Regions from separate parts of the Sus scrofa genome. Here region 2 is linked to region 1. A link is a contact called in public HiChIP or PLAC-seq data. All regions are on one chromosome and are shown on one strand. Each heading gives the region's core, a stretch centred on a gene start, on an enhancer-like site or on the middle of the called end of the contact. The rest is flanking DNA. Distances are from core to core; before and after follow the strand shown. Region 1 has its middle 22 kb from the start of BIRC3. Region 2 holds the start of LOC100622859 (putative inhibitor of apoptosis).

Region 1 (2,887 bases), core at 153-2,652:
ACTTACTTGGTCCTGGCTTGCTTTCTTCTTTTTTTAAATTTTTTTTCTTTCATTTATTTATTTATTTGCTTTTTAGGGCTGCATTCGTGGCATATGGACGTTCCCAGTCTAGGGGTCGAATGGGAGCTACAGCCGCTGGCCTACATCACAGCCAGAACATGCAGGCTGTTCCTCACAGTCCATAGTTGGCTTTGTTTCCGCTGCTCCATGATGGGAAATCCTCATTATCTTGACCTCTGTTATTTTCTTACTAATGTTTACCCCATCTATTCCCACCCCCCTGCAGGGGATTCAGGCTTGACTGGGAGAAACACTAACCAGGTAGCCGTTTCCAGAGGATGGGACCAAAAAACTGAAGTGAAAGCTTGATAGTCTGATTTAGTTGAAAGCAATGAGGGATAATGAGATGAGACCAAACTTATGTCGGTCAGGAAAGATAGAATCTAATGCGTAGCAAATAGAAGGTCAAAATTGGGTTTCAAAAGAAAGCCAGGACCAGAGTTCCCATTGTGACACAGCAGAAATGAATCTGACTAGGAACCATGAGGTTGCGGGTTCAATCCCTGTGCTCATCAGTGGGTTAAGGATCTGGTGTTGCGGTGAACTGTGGTGTAGATCGAAGACGTGGCTTGAATCCAGCATTGCTGGGGCCGTGGTGTAGACTGGCAGCTGTAGCTCCAATTAGACCCCTAACCTCCATAAGCCACCGGTGCAGTCCTAAAAGGACAAAAGACAAAAAAAAAAAAAAAAAAAAAAAAAGATAATGAGGGGAGAGGTGGAGAGAGGGATAAATTAGGAGTTTGGGATTAATATATACACACTACTATATGTAAAATGATCAACAAGGACCTACTGTATACAGGGAACACTACTCAATATTCTGTGATAACCTACATGTGGAAAAAATCAGAAAAAGAATTGATAGAGGTGTATGTATAACTTAATCACTTTGCTGTATACCTGAAATCCTTAAATAACACAACATTGTAAATTAATTATACTCCAACATAAAATAAAAATTAAAAAATATAGGGAGGGAGTTATAAAAAGCAGTAACAACTCTAAATTATTCTTGTTTCCTGTCTTGGACAAATGACTTCAAAAAAATGTGCAGAACATATTTCTTAACCATTACTTACATAATAATTTTTGAAAATCACACAAAATAGTGTAGGAACTGGAAATGAGCTAACGTTCTAATTTTCATAAAATGGAAGAAAGGAACTTCTGCAGAAAATTTGGGGGAAATAAATGCAAAAATCGTCTTAAGCGAGATTCTACTATGAATTAGTCAAACAGTAGTGTGTAAGCTTTTACAAAATGAAGAAGTGATCACCATGAGAGTTTGCAATCACAAGGAAAGATCTGGGTCCGACACACCCACTTCCTGTTTTGATAAGCTTAGGAGACTGGTGGTAATACTGCAGATGTCTGAATTTCATCAAAGCCCTTGGCAACGCCTCTCACCATATCTTTGCAGCAAAATGAACAGGAACTGGCTGGATGATGGCATAAGTGGTGTTAGTTTGCATCTAATGTACAATCCAACCTGATTATTGCCAAACAATTTTTTTTCTCCCTGCAGATTTTGATGATGTCTTGGGATCTGATCTCAAATTTGTCCTTTGCAATATTTTAGTGACTATAATGAATAGATTGCATGAAGATACTTCTCATCATGAAGAGACTGCTCATCACTTCATACTGCAGTAAAATCTAGGATTGATAGCCAGTAAAATGGATAATAGTCTTAGAACTTAAGATCTCAACAGGTGAGATCTGTGCTATAGCCAACCTCCACCCCCCGCATAAAATAGCTCAAAAAAAAAATATTGCAGAGATGTGATCTGTAATGTAACCTGTGTTAACTTGGCCATTCCAGCATGGGATTGGGATATGAAGAGTGTGAATAGGTTTTGGAAAGTGGGACATGATGACAGCAGCCTCCAGTTTCTATAATTACTGGAATTCTTGGCCCATGCAAATCCCTTCCCCTGGGCAGCTTCTGGGTGGCTTGTCTTTCTCCCAGTGGTCAGTAAAGGTCTCCTCAGTCACTGGCACTGATCTGGCATTGTGGCCTTGTGGCCTCAGCCTTGCTGGTGGGTGCAGGTCGCTGCTGCACTGCCACTCCTGCCAGGGCACTGTCCCGGCAGCTTCTGTGAATCCTCATGCATAGAACAGTGCCTGGCACATAGTACATACTTAATAAGTATTTATTAGATGAATGAATGCATGAATGAACTGTTAATTTAATATGAAAAACTTCCTGGAGTTCCTGAAGTGGCTCAGAGGAAGCGAATCTGACTAGTATCCATGAGGACACAGGTTCGATCCCTGGCCTCCATATGCTGCAAGCTCGGCCCTAAAAAAACCCCCCAAAACCAAAACAAAACAGGAGTTCCTGTTGCAGTGCAGTGGAAACGAATCTGACTAGCAACCATGAGGACATAAGTTCATTCCCTGGCCTCGCTCAGTGGGTTAAGAATCCTGTGCTGCCATGAGCTGTGGGGTAGGTCACAGACTCAGCTCAGATCTCATGTTACTGTGGCAGCTGTAGTTCCAATTGGACCCCTAGCCTGGCAACCTCCATATGCTGCGGGTGTGGCCCTAAAAAGACAAAAGAAACAAACAAGCAAAACAAAAACCTTCCTAACCACAGACATTTTTCAAAAGAAGGACTTTCTACCCCCCAAAGCACTGAGTTTCCTATGACTTGAGATATCCACTTGTCAGGGATATTGATTGGGTAATACATTCAACTACTAATTGGAAGCAGGGAGGAAACCAGAAGAGTCTATATTTGCATGAAATGTGACCATTACAGGATTTCAGATATAGTTGTAGTTAGATTTTTCATAAGCACAACTGATTTCTCTCTCCATTCCCC
Region 2 (2,887 bases), core at 231-2,730, 60 kb before region 1:
GCCTTTTAAAATAAATGCAGTATACTCCCCTTAGCAATAAGTACACATTTTTTTTTTTTTATGTACTACTTTGAAGACAGATGGACATAGTAAAATACTTCGCCCCTGGTCTCCTCCCCTATTCTTCTTCTTGTGTGTGTGTGTGTGTGTGTGTGTGTGTGTGTGTGTGTGCGCGCGCTTTTTAGGGCCACCCGGGGCATAAGGAGGTTCCCAGACTAGGGGTCCAATCAGAGCTATAGTTGCCGGCCTACACCACAGCCACAGCAACATCAGATCCGAGCCGCGTCTGAGACCTCCTTAACCCACTGAGCAAGGCCAGGGATCGAACCCACAACCTCATGGTTCCTAGTTGGATTCGTTTCCACTGCACCACAACGGGAACTCCTCCTCCCCTCTTCTGGTGACAACTTATAATTTAGTTTAAGGATAATTATCTATGGCAATTTGCTAGCGGTAAAAAGGGAGGGTGAAAAATAGACTGCACCCATCATCAACAGTACAGCAGTTATCCAGACAATAACGTTATTTCTTAATGTCAAGTCTCTCCAGAACTAGGCAAAAAAACTACTAAGAGTTAAAATTCACCAGGAACTCGTGAATACAATGCCTTCACAATTCCAAAGCAACAATTCGCAGAAAGCAACTCACAAAACAAAACACAGCACAATGGCCTATGAAACACTGGCCTTGGGAATGTGACCGCTTGAATGAATGCCTCCGTTACACAAGGACTTGAGGTCCTATCTTTGCATATTTTTAATCTGCAGGAACTGTACAGGATTTGCCCTCTTTAGGCAAACTGTGGCTGGGGGGAAGGGGAAGGAGACAGACTGCAAGGAAAAAGAAGAGAAATTATGGAATTTTATTAATTTCCCCGAGTTATTTCTCGCAATATACAATAGAATACTAAAGTGGCAAAGCGGGGTTGTACCTATCTGAAACAAGAGATCTCGCCGATACGTTACTGTCTCCGTTTGAATATATTAAATAAAGGAATACCGAGGGTTAAGTTTAAAACCCTGCAAAAACTCTTAAAACATCTTGGCCAAAGGCCAAGGGCCAGAAAAGTGAGAAGCGGCCAGAGTAGACTTGTAAACAGGTCAATTAAAAAAATTATTTTCGACAGCATGTCTTGGAACTGGAGCTTCCGAATTAAACAAAAGCATCTTCGACAGTAGAGTAGCAAAGAGCTAACTGCTACCTGCGACCCCCGACTCCCGGCCCTGTCCTCCCCAGCCCAACTGCAGTCTCGGGGAAGGCAGGCCCCGCGGCCTGCGCGCCCCGACCCAGCCCCGCGAGGCCTGGGTCCGGAAGGACCTGCACTCACCACAGGGCAGACGCGTCCAACACGAAACAGCAGTGCCACCAGGAGCCTCCACAGTCCCGGGAGCAACGACGCGGGCTGAACTGCCGGCTGGGCTGCGCAGTTAGAGCTCCTGGGGCCCCCCCCGCCCGCTCAGGGCCCACGCAGACGCACGATGACGTCAGCGCGCCGACCGGGTGCGCGTCACTCCCTCTGCGAGGGCGCCCCGGAGTCTGTGGGCGGAGAGCGGGACCCAGCGCGCGGTCAGCCCTCAGGGGAAGGCAGGGCTGGGCGTGAGCTTGGTGTGCTAATCTTCAATCTCGCTGCGAGAGCACTTTCCCTCGCTGTCCCTCTCATCCTCCTGAGCGGGACGTGGCGAGAGCCGTCGAGTTTGAATCTTTGGAAGCCCTGGGGAAACGCCCGGGCGCGGGTGGCGAACCTCTCCCCACGTCGACTCGCCGGGATTAGTTCCCGGCCGGATTCCTCCAATGGGACCCTCCCCTCGGCGTGGATGACGGCGTTTGAGGGTGGAGTCAGCCCGGAGGCGTTTCGGCTGCAACTAAGTAAACAGCTGTAACCATTTCCCCTTTGCAGCTGCCTGGCGTCAACCTTCCACAGCTGGCCCTGGGGATGGGAAAAAAGCCAAGTGTTGGAAAGCAGAACAGCCTCAGATTAATTTTGAAGCCTTGATTCTATAATGTTGGGGGGCATATCTATTATATAATCACTATCTTTTCTGTTTTTCTCTTCTGGAGACGAATGCATTAACGAAAAGTGTCCTATTTTCATCACTAGCAAAGTGAACACGGTGTTTCAGGCCAGGCTTCACTCCCCCTTTTTTCTGAATGTGGCTAGAACGGAATATATACATTTATGTAGATGTGTGTATATGTAAATCGTACACGAACCATAAAGGAGCCCATTTGTCCATCACATTTTAAAAGTTAACTGTCAGAAAAAAATTGTAAATACAAAATACTACCTTTACTAGTCAGGGACGTTTTCCAGCCCCCTCTTTAGCAATGGGGTGAAGACAGACAGTTGCATGCAGTATTAGTTGAATGGCGGCAGGAGAATTTTTTAATTTATGTTCTGTGAAGACACTCATTGTCAATGATATCGGATGCTTTCTTCTCTCAGGGGAACTCCAGGGGGCAAATATTTCAAAAAAAACTTCCAAATAACAAGCCACTTAATTAGGCAGCCAGGGGAATTCCGAGACCCTGAACCATTTCCCATTTCCTCCCCGTCATTTCTGCCTGCCAGTCAGTAACAGAACAGGAGGGCTTCTGTTCCAATGTTAATAGTAAAAGTATTTGTAACAGCTTGTGATACAGAGAAAAGAAATGCATGCTTGATTCCCAATGACTAAAAACTTCTTCCAAATATGCACATGAGTTTTGATAGTATTTCAGTGTTTAGTTCAAGTTACAATCTCTTGGGAAGTTACAGAACTTTCTTTTTATGTGTGGGAAAATACATATAGCAAGACTTGTTCATTCTGGATTCAAGATTATTTCTCTTTTTCAGTTCTTGTCCTGACCGAAACAGTATAGGGGGAAATTCATATTTCAAAAACTCGAA

The links. HiChIP or PLAC-seq counts read pairs in DNA pulled down with a chosen protein or histone mark.
Region 2: an H3K27ac HiChIP or PLAC-seq map of alveolar macrophages shows a contact between it and region 1. The contact joins the promoter of LOC100622859 here to the enhancer-like site in region 1. A contact is called at or near these places in 1 of 5 promoter capture datasets (liver), 14 of 47 Hi-C or Micro-C datasets (alveolar macrophages, blood, embryonic fibroblasts and 4 more) and 2 of 2 datasets of contacts at active chromatin or transcription factors (alveolar macrophages and skeletal muscle).

What each region holds. Positions count from the first base shown.
Region 1 is chr9:32,980,361-32,983,247 of Sscrofa11.1, reverse strand. No RefSeq gene overlaps it. Among named protein-coding and RNA genes, the nearest start is that of BIRC3, 22 kb to the left of the region's middle. Within about 2 kb of position 1,402, at least 12 of the 83 cell types and tissues checked have an H3K27ac peak or open chromatin away from gene starts, as enhancers often do. A contact at or near this core is called in alveolar macrophages, where this site is marked.
Region 2 is chr9:33,040,185-33,043,071 of Sscrofa11.1, reverse strand. LOC100622859 (putative inhibitor of apoptosis) reads right to left here and starts at 1,480. Exons shown (of 8, transcript XM_013979324.2): 1 at 1,328-1,480.